Linked DNA regions of Mus musculus: all the other regions are linked to region 1. A link is a contact called in public HiChIP or PLAC-seq data. All regions are on one chromosome and are shown on one strand. Each heading gives the region's core, a stretch centred on a gene start, on an enhancer-like site or on the middle of the called end of the contact. The rest is flanking DNA. Distances are from core to core; before and after follow the strand shown.

Region 1 (4,405 bases), core at 1,346-3,845:
CTCTTGAATACAAAGGATGTTTTCACCAATAAGTAATATATTGATACCAACCGCTGTTACTATACTAAGCGCCGTACTGATTAGAGTGCTGCCTTTGATGATTATCCTGGCTACTGGAGGTGGAATCACAGTCCAAGGTTCCTGTCCTGAGACATGCTGATGGAGCAAGTGTGACCAGAGTTCCACAGTCCTTGCTGCTTGTCACTTAGCGAGCTAGGAACTGAATCGTTCACTCCTGCTTTATTTAGAGAGCCTGGAGGTTCTGTGGTTTCAGAAAGTGTGGTTCTAGAACATCTCATGTTGGAAGCTCCAGCTCAGCATTTATGAAGAGCACACAAGGCACAGGCATCGTTCTGCCCTAATAGTAGGGAAACGGAGAAGGATACAACGGATCTCTGAAGTTGGCTGGGAGGTGTGTGGCTCTAAGCCCAGAGTTTGTTCTTTATGATCCATATTCTTTTCTGTGCACCAGTGCCCTGAGACTCAGGCTTCTGCCTTTGTTTTCTTTCCAGGCTGGGATCGACGGGGAAAGCATTGGCAACTGTCCCTTCTCTCAGCGTCTCTTCATGATCCTCTGGCTGAAAGGAGTCGTGTTCAATGTCACCACCGTGGATCTGAAAAGGTAAAGGACCCTGTGTTCATGAGGGGACATCTAGCGCAAGGAAGAGTCAGATGGAATGAGAGCAAATCCAGGGCCATCCTGGGGCTCCAGGAAACCTCGGATGAATCCCATCTCATTGCCCAGAACTGTTCCCAGGGCCCAACCCAGCTCACAAAGGAGGCTAAAAGAAACATAACCAGAACCTCCCTCAGGGCTGTGCTTCACTACCCTGGTTGGCATCCGTTGATTAGCAAGAAGAAAAGAGAAGGGAAGGCAAGGGCACACAACAAGTGTCTGCCTCAAGGATGGGCACAGGCGTATAAAAACATATATCACAATAGCACAGGCGTTAGGTCTGCAGGACCCTGGTGGGCTTCAGCACTGACAGCTGAATTTTCAGGGAATTAGAATCAAGACCTTTACTGAGGATTTGTCTTGGCTTTCAGAACACCTAGTGGGAGGGTTCTGGACCCGAGGACTGCATGTACAGGCCCTAAGAGGCGAAACATACAGCTTGATTGTGTCTATTCCTTTGCACTCCTGAGTTCCATTGTATTCATAGTTACCTGTTGTGCTAAGGATCTAACTTGGGGCTCCCTGCATGCCGTTCAAGTGCTGTCACTGAGCTATAGTCTGGGTCCTCTGAGTAGACGTAGAAGGTGTCTTAACTCCGTGGCGGCTAACAGTGTCCAGCAAAGCTTGGCCACGTCCTCCAGCCCATGGTGGAAAGGCTTCCAAAACAGCCTACTCTGTTCAGGTCTAATGCTCCTCCCTGGGTCCCATCTGCCCTCGGGGCTGCTCTTGTTCCCAGAAGCTCCTGGTAAGAGGCTTCTTCTACATTCGTCAGGCTTCTCCTCCTCGTTCCTCGGAACTTGAGAATCTCCTGCCTCTAGGCTCAGTTTCAGTCCCAACTTCTTGGGAAGGCCTCTGTAACCCATCACTGTCCGGAGTGGCCTCCCTTGAAACTCACCTAGGTCCGATCTGAGCTTCCTCAGGCGGAGTCATCCTTTAGTGCCTTACCTCGTCGTAACATCTACAACTCCAATGCTTCCTAACTGCTGATGGCTTTCCCCTGCAAAATCCCGTGATAGGTACTTCATAAGGGAAATTCCAGCATTCTATATTAGACAAGGAAGCCGAGCAGACCCACTGAGGTCTCCTACCAGCTGGAAATAGAGGGGCTGCTGCTAAGATCCTAGTGTCTGGCACAGTAAGGGAGCATGTACCTCCCATGCAGCCTGTGTCTGTAACAACTAAAACGAGCAGGATCCCAGAGCCTGGGCAAGGAGCTTCCTTTCCGAGAGACCAGAGTCTTTAGATTCTCATCCGTAGGAGAGAACTCTCACTAGAGTTCCAAGCTGGAGCTCAGGCAGGGGACGGAGTCTCTCGGGCATCTTAAGGATGCTTCTGCTTCTCTCACACACATTATCAGACCCAGTCCTGCCGACATCCCTCTAAGGCTGCCTTGGTGGTCACCTTTGTTTACAGCACTATCCGCACGCACACAAATACTAATTCCTATGAAAACTGATCTTATCCCAGTTTTTAATCCGAGAGAGTGCTGTTAGGGGTTTAAAGAGGTGGGCCATGGGTTTATGTTTAGGATTCTACTTGGCTTGCTGCACGAACTTGAAACCCGGCGCCCCTCATGGAGCTGTGAATCAGGGAGCTAAAGAAAGGATGAGGCCCGTGAAATAATTCACAAATCCAATCTGGAGACATGGAATTCTGTAATTTCAATTCCAACTGCGGGGGTGGGAGCTGACTGAGAGAGGAAGGGGTGGCGCTGGCCAGCATGCTTTTGACAATGCCCAGCTTCAGGAGCCAGAAGTGGCATGTCCCAAAGGTGTCAGAACCTAGCAGCCAAAGTACCCCCAGGATCCCAGAAACGAAACCACACTGCTGCCCCGTCACAAACAAAACCACACTGCTGCCCCGTCAACAGACTAACAGACCGCTGTGTCTTTAAGCCACAGTAACTGCTCCAAAATAAGACCAGAGAGGACTTCCTTCCTGGCCAGTGTCAGTTACAAAACAGGAGCAGCCTGCAAAGAATGTCCTCTCTTTATGTGAGGGGAGGGACGCACACTGAGTCAACAAGGAACTAAGTAAATTAGTCTCAGTTGTTTGAGTGTCACAGAAGGAGGCTGGAGAGCAAGCAGCCTGTTGGGAGTGACTTGGGAGCTGTCACTGGAATTCTTGTCGTCCCCTCCCTAGCTGATTAGACCAGGAATTTGTCTCCTCACAGAAGCCTCTGCCCCCTCTCGTTGACATTTTACAGTTTCTCCATCTCATATTTTCTGCTCCAGTGGCCACAAAGAATGTTGCAAACTCAGAGAATGGAAACTCCCATGGCTGCCCTGAGACTCCTGCGTGAGCCCTACCCTGTTTCCTCAGTACAGCCGGGAGTCTCCACTTCCTGTTGCTAAGCCACACCCCCACCCCACCCCGTCCCCTCCTTCCTTGATACTGGCTCAGGAATTTGACCACCTGGCAGGAGGGATTTTAGAAGCACACCACATCACTGGCACTAACAGACGCAATGTCCTTCTTGCGTTCTTGACGTACCTTCCCTGTGGCACTCAATATACTAAGTATCCAGCACCGACAGGGACCACACCAGGCACTGTTGAGGGCTGAGTCTAGAAAGTTCGATTGATTACTCCTTGTTCATTCATTGGATGCATGCTCCACATTGCTGTACTCTTCCCTAACATCTTCCCCTGCCTCTCTGGATCACGAGGACCTCAGCATCTCCCTCTCCCTGATGCATGCAGTGTCTCCTGTGTGCGCTGCAAAGGTGGTGAGGTTCCCGACACTGGGTTATCTTAGATTTAAGAGTGACTGCGAGCAGCATAGCAAGATACCTTTCTTGTTTATGCTTTGGTATGGAGTCCGGGATGGAACCAGGGCTTCACACATACTAGGCAAGGGCTTGCTATTTCAAACCGGCTCCCTCTTCGTACTTTCTGTTTTGATATAGATCTTGCGAACTTTCCCAGACTAAACCTGAGTTCACTCTGGGAGTCCAGGCTGGCCTTGAACTTGAGCTCTTTCTGCCTCAGCTCACTTGTCTAGTTGGGACAAGCGGGCCTGTATTCTCTCTTCAGAAGGACTGAGTTTGGCAAGGTAGCCTTCATCTATAAGGTTTTACTGGTCCCGGGAAAACCTGAGACAAAAGGAAACTGCTTTCCTCAACATGAGTCATTGTGTTTACTCAAGTCCTACTAGATAAATGAAGTTGTGACTCCTTGGAATTGGATTATTTATAACTATAAGTACCCCTTAAGTGCCCTCAATCTTTATTGTAAAAGATTCCATTTCTGACTGGGGAGATCTTCAATTTACATATATTAAATTAATTTTAAAAATCTTTCACAAAACAACTAAGTTTTAGTAAAATTAAAATCATAATGGTTATATTTTTTAAAAATGTGTGCTCAAATTAAGATTAAAAACAGTAAATGGTGAAGTATGTTGGATTATTAACTGGTTTCCTGTAGGATAGCTGCCTACTGGTCCCTGGCATTCATTGAAAAGCACAAACTTTCATAATTGGGTTGGAGTTTTTTCAATATCAGACCAACTTTTGAGTTCTAATTTCACAGTTAAAGTTAACCCTTTTTAAATTTAATTTTTTATTATACATGTGTGGCTGATTTGCCTGCATGTGTGTCTGTTCACTGTGTGTGTGCAGTACCTGAAGGGGCCAGAAGAGGGCATCAGTCCTCCTGCAACTGGATTTACAGGCAATTCTGAGCTGTTAGCTGCCTTGTGGGTTTTGGAAACTGAATGTAGGTGTTG
Region 2 (4,405 bases), core at 1,029-3,528, 490 kb after region 1:
CGCTCCAAAAACTGACACCCAGTATTGACCTCTGACCTCCAAATACACACACATGTTTGAGCACCTGCACAAAAGTCAGCACACACTCGTACCCACAAGTCCATTTTATGTCATCTACCATGTTGGAATGACACGGTTGTCCCCCCCAGTCTTCAACAACTCATCTGAAGCTTTTCAGACGAGATACAGGATCATCTGTCGCTGAGGCTAACCCATTCGGAATCTCCTTGTGCCAGGTTAGCTGTGCACACTGGGTTAGCATGCAACCTTAGCGATGGAATGCCAGTCACCGGGAACCTTCCTTGTCCCCTGTTCTCCATCCATCACCAAGACCCTGCTTCACAGAGACAGTCCCTTCCTCTCCAGTAACTCCCAGGATCCTCTGCCCAGCCTGTTCCCATGTCTTCACCTAGTGCCCAGAGTTCCCCAGTAACTGGGCAAAGCCAGATAAGGCACCACTCTAACAAGGCGCCCCGTGTGCCTGTCTGTCTAGCAAGGTGCCCCATGTGCCTGTCTGTCTAGAAAGGCGCCCCGTGCGCCTGTCTGTCTAGCAAGGCGCCCCGTGCGCCTGTCTATCTAACAAGCACCCTTCACTTGGTCTTTCCCCACTTCTGCTTATGAGCTCTCATTTGTCAGAAGCTCTAGGAAACAAGTCTAGATACTCCTGAACGCACTTGTTATGTGTCCTCCTTAAACTTTCTTGTTCAGTGATAAACAGGACTGAATTTCCCCTCTCTGTAACCTCTATCCCAGGTCCGACCCCTCATTATATCCTCTCTGCCAGCCAGGAAAACACAAAATAAAACCTCATCAAGATTTTCTGTTACTCTTACTTGACTCTTAGACCATTTGTTTCTCAGTTTCTCCAACCTCACACCCTGTTCAGTGCAAAATCAAGAAGCTGTTCCTTATAGTGTAGTGTAGGGCTCACATTCCCAGTGCCCCATGCTATCTAGTCACCCTCATTTTTACTATATACAGATTGATGATTAATGACGATTTTTAATAAATTAGTCCCCAGGTTTAAGGAATGGCCTTCATTTCATCTAGTTTATTTACAAACCTCAACTCTCCTCACACTATCTGGCATATTCAGAAGTGTTTGATGAGTATTAAAAAAAAAAAAAAAGGAGGTAGAGGCTGCGCAGTGGTGGCACATGCCTTTAATCCCAGCACTTGGGAGACTGAGGCAGGAGGATTTCTGAGAGAGTGAGTTCCAGGACAGCCAGGGCTATACAGAAAAACCCTGTCTTGAAAGAAACCAAAAATACATATATACATACATACATACATACATACATACATACATACATACATACAATAGGAGGTAGAAAGAAGATTCAGTGCATAAAGTGTTTTTTATGTAAGCATGGGGGCTGATTCAAATCCTCAGAGCCAATGTAAAGGGCAGACATAAAAAGATGTAGGTCTGACCTTTGTAATACCAGCACCCTTACTGGGAGATTGGGCATGTGACCTGTGAGTCATTTAGCCTGGTACACAGCAGCAAACAGCAAAGAGACTGCCTGGGACAGTGGAGAACACAAGGACCAATGTCTGAGGTTGTTCTCTGATCACCACATGCTTGCCATAGCACTCTATGACATCACATAGCAATGTGCAAACACACATGCACACACACACACATTTATATGTGAGAGAGGAATATGTGAGTATGTGTCTCTGTGTGAGTGCATGTATGTGTGTATGTCTGTGTATGTGAATGTCTATGTCTGTGTGACTGTGTGTATGTCTTTCTGTGTGTATGTCTGTGTCTGTGCATGCGTCTGTATGTGTCTGTGCATGTGTGTCTGTGCATGTCTATGTGTGTACATGTGTATGTAAGTGAGTCTCTGTGTGTGCATGTATATGTGTATGTATTTGTGTTTGCATGTGTATGTCTATGTGTCTATGTGTGTGCATGTGTATGTACGTGTGTCTTTGTGTGTGCATTTGTATGTACGTGTGTCTTTGTGTGTGTCTCTGTGCATGTGTATGTATGAGTATGTCTGTGTATGTGTATGTATATGTGTCTGTGCATGTGCATGTGTGTATATCTGTGTGTCTGTGTGTACACGTGTATGTGTGTGTACCAGTGTGTATCTGTGTGTGTGCATGCATGTGTGTGTGTGTGTGCATGCATGTGTGTGTGAGTGTGTGTGTGTGTGTGTGTGTGTGTATGAAACAAATAAATGAAAGAGTTCCATAGAAAGCACTGCTCTCAGCAGCCAGCAGCTCTGTGGGCTACCAGCTAACCTGCTGAGGGAACCAGTTACAGAATGAGTCAGCATCCCTCAGACAGCACTGTCCTCATGCAGACCGGCATTACCTGGAGTACACAGCTACTCTCAACTCGAGAAGTCTCCTGGGTCAAAAGCAAATGCCTTGAGCCTCTCTGTCACCTCTGTCTAGCAACTTGGGAGGGGCAGAGAAGGTTACTAAGACAAGTGCTGGGCTCCTGAAGATGGAGTATTTCTCTGATGCCAAAAAAAGGCACGTTTGAAAATACAGAAATGATTGACTATATCTGCCAGCATTCATCTGAACATGAAGACATCTTGTGTCTTCAGCAGATTGTAGTTTAACCCCTGATGCCTGGCTTTCTATTGAAAATGATTATTAATAAAGGCAAAAGAAAGTAACATTCTCTTAGAAGGGACTGTATGTACTAAAAAGCATAAGGCTCCGTTTCCCCCTACTTTACCTATATATCTCTGACCCTTATACCAATCATTCCAGCTCTAAGAACCAGAGCTCCCCAATATACATTGGAAATAATGTTTAAGCTGTAAAATGTAGAAGATGCCACATAAGCACAGAGTGTCACTATAGTGATCTTGGTTTTAGTAAGATAAAGAGAGTGATGGTTGAGTCTGCTGCTAAACACGGGCTTTTAGTGGTAAGCATCCGTTAAGAGTGTCACTGTGTATGTGATGCCTCACAGCCTCAAATGTTCTGCAGTATTGTAAGGTAAAGGACTGCTCTCCAGGGGTTTCACTCCAGCTGAACAGTGTTTCAGAAAAAAAAAAATATATATATATATATAAAGAAATCTGCCTCAGTTTAAAGGTTTTCAAGAGCTTGGAAAATTATTATTTTACTACATATTTTTTAACATAATGAACTTTTCTTTTAGTTAAAAGAAAACAAAAATTGATTCAATAAGGGAAAATGTGAAAGAAAGGATTCCTGAGAGTGAAATACATAAATCCACTTTATTAAAGCAGTGTAGTAATAATCATATTAAATATGGGTTTGCTTTGTATATCATATTTAGCAAAACAGACAGTTGTGTGCACATTCTATGATGCTTAGACCTGGGTCTGAAGAACATGCCAACACACACAGTGGCAATCTTTCTGATAAGGCTGAACTCTAATGCAAGGACTAAAATATATTGTATTTTCTGCTGTCATTGTACCAGACCTGACTGACCAGCATTGTTTCTGAGGAGGAGTGGTGTATGTCTTGGGAGGGGGAGTACTGTATTTAACTTTATATCAGTCAGAAGTATAATTACATGTTTGAGACTTTTTAAGTAGATGTCTGAAGCTTAAAAGTCTCCTTTGAATATTCCCAACCATGTTTATCTAAAAGAAAACCAAAGAATGAGGAAATTTTTACACATTTCATCTGTACCAAACCCAAGCAATTGAAAAACATTCTAAAGAGCAAAAAGAACAACCACGAAAGAAAGGAAGGAAGAAAGGAAGGAAGGAAGGAAGGAAGGAAGGAAGGAAGGAAGGAAGAAAGAAAGAAAGAAAGAAAGAAAGAAAGAAAGAAAGAAAGAAAGAAAGGAGAGAGAGGAGAGAGAAAGAGGAAGAGGAAGAGGGAGAGGGAGAGAGAGAGAGAGAGAGAGAGAGAGAGAGAGAAAGAGAGAGAGAGAGAGAAAAATCACTCTTTAACTGTTAAGACTAGACATGAACTAAATTTTTTTCCAATGTTACCCAACATGAAGTACTGTTCTGCAAAGAATAATTCACAATGAACTCATAATAATTACATTTCTAGGTGTTCTTAAAATATAAGAATTACAAAGTCAAGAAAAGCAAGAGAAGAGAGAAGTCACTTTCTGTTCTGCCCTCACAGAATTGAGGAAGAATTTGCTTTATTTAGCTTACCTCACTGTAGCCAGCATTTAAACCACACACTGTACAGTTTGTACAAAATGAAGTTAAAGAATATTTAACTCTAGTGATGTTGAGATTTTGTCTGAGTCCCACTCTGACTGAATCTGGGCCTCACTCTGAACAAGGAGCGATAACAAACTTAACTTAGACTCCTGTTCGTGTGGTCTCACCATACTGGAAGTTGAACATTGCCCATGACATTCCCAGGACAGCAATTCAGTCTGAGCTAATCAATTGCTCTGGCAGAGCAACTTTATGTTGGCACAATGCATGTG
Region 3 (4,405 bases), core at 816-3,315, 450 kb after region 1:
TGAAGAGACAGTTCTTTCTTCATACAGCAAGACACGTTTATGTAGGAGTGAAACGCTCTCAGCCATTGTGACACTTTGCTAATTTTGGATGTAACATACAAAGACTAGTTCAACCTATCCCAGGAATTAACTTGCAGGAATCAGACCCAGATGCAAATCCTTCACTCCACTGTCTCAAAACATGATCTATATCTAAACTCACAAACTGAGATAAAGTAAACAGAAAAGAGTGTGGAAAAGAAGGAGAATAACTTTTAAAAAATTAAAGCCAGTTTCTGTATGACTGCATAGAGATCTCTGTTTTCGTACTATAATACTAAGGCAGAGAAAAAGCGTCACTTTTAACTCTATTAGCAAGATGAAAGGGATAAAAGGGATAGGCCAAATGACATTATAGGCATTAGTGTTGCAAAAAAAATTTTTTTCTCCCCAGCAGAAGAGAAGTACCCCCTTTCCTGGGAGAAATAAGGGCACCTAAAACACCCCAATAGAGCCAGATATAGTGACTCAAATCTTTAATTCCAGCACTTGGAAGGCAGAGAAAGGATGATCTTTGGGAGTTCAAGGAGTCCCAGGTCAGCCATAACTAGACAGTGAAACCCTGTCTTTAAAAAGAAAGGGTGATGGGAGGAAAGCAGACCTGTGAGGTAATGCTGCTGTCTTAGCTTGTGTTTTATTTCCTATATTTACCAGGCAATCAGAAGAGATCTGGGCACTCTATGTCTAGGTGTTCTCTTAAGAAGTCACTGATGGATATCAAATAAGGGTCTGGCCTTAGGATGTTCCTCACCTCACACCCAGGTGGAGTCTGCTCCGTAAAGCCACTGGCCCTGGGCTTGTCACCACTCAGACTCTGATGCCTAACACCAAAGCCTGATGCTCCAATGACTGGCTGCAAGTCTGGGCTTTTTCAAACCTTTTCTCATGAGAGTGTGCAGAGAGAGCATATTATGCTACCAATTCCAGAAAGTGTGGTAATCCGTGATGCTTTCCAGACATGTGTGTCAAAGCGAAGTTGTAGTTAATGCCCGCTTGCTTAAATTTCATCCATTCGTGTTCAAATCATCTGCTCTGAAAGGGAAATGTTTACTCTTGTACACATTTGGGTTTTAACCTCGAAAACCATTGCTAGAGATTAATCTCAGCCACTGAACATCTGCTTCAAAACCCAAACTCAAGTCCATCATTTCAATGGCATTACAAATACTCCATTCCGTTTTCAATACTCCACTGCGGGCTGTGACATCCTGTTACCACACAAATCATTAAAGCCAAAGCTAGTTATTCAAATGATAGCTCACAGAGATACCGGCACCCACCATTTCTGCCTCAAGTTGCTTTGTAGTGTGTAGAAGGATGTATTTGTTCATGTGTACGTTTCATGTAAATCTACATACACAATTTCATGTGATCTTCTCCTACATACCTTCCAAAACTCATAAAATCTATAAGACCACCAGTGCTGAGGAAAAACAGAAGCCGACTACCACGCCCATTAGCTTAATGTAGAATGAGTGTTGGCACATCAGTACTGCCTGCTTTGTTACCCCCTCTTAAAAGATCCAGTACTTCCCAAGTGATTAGAAAGACAAGCATGAGTTACTGCACACAACACTATAAATAAATGTAGTGTACCCTGTGGACTCTAAATGCTTGCATGTGTTTAAATCAACTTGCTTAACACAGACTGTCAGAAAAAGGACCTTTGTCCCCTTGGTTTTTAATTAAACTTTTCTGTATGTTCTTTTTTTACTTAATGTCTACATCTGAATATTGACTCATCTGAGTGTCACCAAAGTGCCTGAAATGGCTTAGGCCTGACAGTTTGCTTTAGCAGTTGGACAAGCCAGATCTAGTCACGCATTCCTGATGCAGCTGCCCCAGCAATAATTTTAAGGCTTAATTAAGTTATACTGCCTATCACACTTTAAAAAAAAACTAATATTGCTAATTCATTTACTAAATATAACTAATTCCTTTAGCAAACAGCCAAGATAGACACACAGAAAATTAGACAGAAGTTCCCCCCATGAGTCAAAAGGACTATCAGATCAGCCTAGTCCTTGAATGGTTCAACCCCACCCCCAACACACACACACACACACTTCCTGTTATACTTTGTGGTATAGTCTGAGCTAGAATAAAGCTTGAAAGAGTGCCAACAGACATCAAACAGCAGTGGCACACAGTAGGTATGCAGTAAGCATGTGCTAGCTGATGACCTACAACTTATTTCATGCTTTGCTTTAAGAGACCCCTTCACAGACCGCTCCCCTTTCTTCTCCCTGATATGAACATTGATTTTAGAGGCACGCACACCTCCTGATCTTCCACCCCCATCCTTAACACACTTGGGATGTAGAAGTGCTCTCTAGCTGGCTTCCGTGCCTCTGTATGTTCCTTACTTCCTGTGTCTTCCTTCCAATCTGTTTCCTGTGTCCCTATCAAACTCAAATAGCCTCTCTGATTCGAAACTCTGAGGCTCCTCTGTGGACAGAATCCCTACAATTCTGCATAAGGTAAGAATTCAAACCCTGCCCTTTCGATGAGCCTACTGAAGAACTAAGTACCTCACATCCAACCCTCCTGCCTTCTCTATCTACTCAGGACTCCTATCAATGGCTGTCTTCCCTCAACACCATCCTCTGGACCAGGCTAGACTCTCTCCCTGGTAAGGGACCCTGCAGGTACAGCCAGTGATAAAGGATAAACTCCAGAGAGTATAGTGTCCCAGAAGCAAGGGACTCAGTGTTGCTGAGGAATGGCCCGCATTCCCTGCCCTTTCTCTTCCCTGTTGCTGTAACAACTGCTTCCTTCTATCTGGATTCTCACCTTCAGGGCTCAGCTTTCTCCAAGGTGCTTGCCTTTCCTTTAGCATTTCTATCACACACTAACAAACACACGGATACTGTGCTTGTGTGACAGTGCTAGGGAGTTTTTGTTATGTTCCTGTGTTGTCTTGCCTTGATCATGCTAGGGACAGAACCTAGGGTCCCCTACTCTACCACAAAGCTACACTCCCAGCCCTTAATGAATGATGAATGCTTACTAAACTCTCTCTTACAATCACCTTTATAAGTAGACTCTCATTATAAACAGACTTTGTCACTCACATTTTTCTCATAGAGATACTGATGTCCTGGAATGGAAAGTGGTTTGTCAAGGGCCACTCACTCCGAATATGTCAGGGTGAGGGCTTCAGTTTTGTAACCCAAAGTCCAGATGGACTTCCTTTCATGCTGTTTCCTCTCTTCAGTTCCCTCAGTTCCTCTCCCCTCCTCACAGCCAACACTCCTGAAGCCACGGTCTAAATCCCTTAGCCCACTTTTTTCACCATTACTGATTTCCCCCCAGCCCTGGGAATCTGTCTCTCTACTGGGATCCCTTGGGTCAAGGTCACTCATGGCTTCCATACTGCCCAGCCCAATAGTAGTTCCTAGAAATGAAAATTAAACACAGTAGAGGCCGCACCTCAGCAGCCCTGAGTCCCTTGCTTCTGGGACACTATACGCTCTGGAGCTCTTCCTACGCCCCTGGCTGTACCTGCTCAGGGACTCTCGCCAGCTCTTCGATTTTATCTGACTTCAAATCTGGAGTCTTTTCTCAGCGCCCTGTCCTCAGCTTTCTCTTCTGTCTAACATGATTTCTTATGTTCTATGGCTTTTAATACCACTCCAGGCTTAACACATCCTTCTAGCATTGCGACAGGACACTGTCATTACAAAGTCCATGATCAAGGGCTGAACAGTCAGTCACATTATGAAGGAAAGGAAGGAAGGAAGGAAGGAAGGAAGGAAGGAAGGAAGGAAGGAAGGAAGGAAGGACTGTAAAGATAGCTCATCACTTAATATCACACCCTAAGTACGTGAGAGGACCCAAGTTGGGATCCTAACACCTACATTAAATGGTTCACAACTACCTATAATTCCACTTCCAAGAGACCCAATACCTTCTACAAGCCTCTAAGAGCACTCACATACATGTGGCATACGCTCACCCACACATACACACACTAAAATAAACCTATTTTTAAAAAACCTCACTAAATAGCTCTTAGTGTTTTATGTAAGTTTATACTTTGTTGCTAGCCTGAAGCACATGCAGCCTGCAGGCCACAAGTTTGACACACTTGAACCCTACATGACCTAGACCGTCCAGTGCCATGTCTATGCACACCTACCTCTGGGGCTTTGTGACCTACCCATTCACCCACTCTGCGGAAGCCATTCTGGCCCCCTTGCTGGACCTTAAATAAGCCAAAGGGTTTAGTGATAATGCCTGCTTTTGACACCCTGCCTAGATCCTCCTCCTGGGCACTTACAAATGATTCACTTGTTAATGAGATTCAGCTCTCTGCCTACATTGCTCCATCTACCACTCTTGGATGAAAATGCATGTACCTGCC

What was found. HiChIP or PLAC-seq counts read pairs in DNA pulled down with a chosen protein or histone mark.
Region 2: an HNF4G HiChIP or PLAC-seq map of pancreatic cancer cells shows a contact between it and region 1. The contact joins two enhancer-like sites. A contact is called at or near these places in 2 of 39 promoter capture datasets (the HPC-7 cell line and maxillary cranial neural crest), 14 of 115 datasets of contacts at active chromatin or transcription factors (acute myeloid leukemia, embryonic forebrain, embryonic hindbrain and 8 more) and 1 of 9 other capture datasets (embryonic stem cells).
Region 3: a contact with region 1 is called in a FOXA1 HiChIP or PLAC-seq map of pancreatic cancer cells. The contact joins two enhancer-like sites. A contact is called at or near these places in 1 of 115 datasets of contacts at active chromatin or transcription factors (pancreatic cancer cells) and 1 of 9 other capture datasets (embryonic stem cells).

What each region holds. Positions count from the first base shown.
Region 1 is chr17:44,236,621-44,241,025 of GRCm38.p6, forward strand. Clic5 (chloride intracellular channel 5) reads left to right here. Exons shown (of 6, transcript NM_172621.2): 2 at 513-622. Among named protein-coding and RNA genes, the nearest start is that of Clic5, 50 kb to the left of the region's middle. Within about 2 kb of position 2,596, at least 227 of the 459 cell types and tissues checked have an H3K27ac peak or open chromatin away from gene starts, as enhancers often do. A contact at or near this core is called in the HPC-7 cell line and pancreatic cancer cells, where this site is marked.
Region 2 is chr17:44,726,378-44,730,782 of GRCm38.p6, forward strand. All of the region lies in intron 1 of Runx2 (runt related transcription factor 2), which reads right to left. Among named protein-coding and RNA genes, the nearest start is that of Runx2, 8.1 kb to the right of the region's middle. Within about 2 kb of position 2,279, at least 51 of the 459 cell types and tissues checked have an H3K27ac peak or open chromatin away from gene starts, as enhancers often do. A contact at or near this core is called in the HPC-7 cell line and pancreatic cancer cells, where this site is marked.
Region 3 is chr17:44,688,491-44,692,895 of GRCm38.p6, forward strand. The region is part of intron 3 of Runx2 (runt related transcription factor 2); the gene reads right to left. Among named protein-coding and RNA genes, the nearest start is that of Runx2, 46 kb to the right of the region's middle. Within about 2 kb of position 2,066, at least 60 of the 459 cell types and tissues checked have an H3K27ac peak or open chromatin away from gene starts, as enhancers often do. A contact at or near this core is called in pancreatic cancer cells, where this site is marked.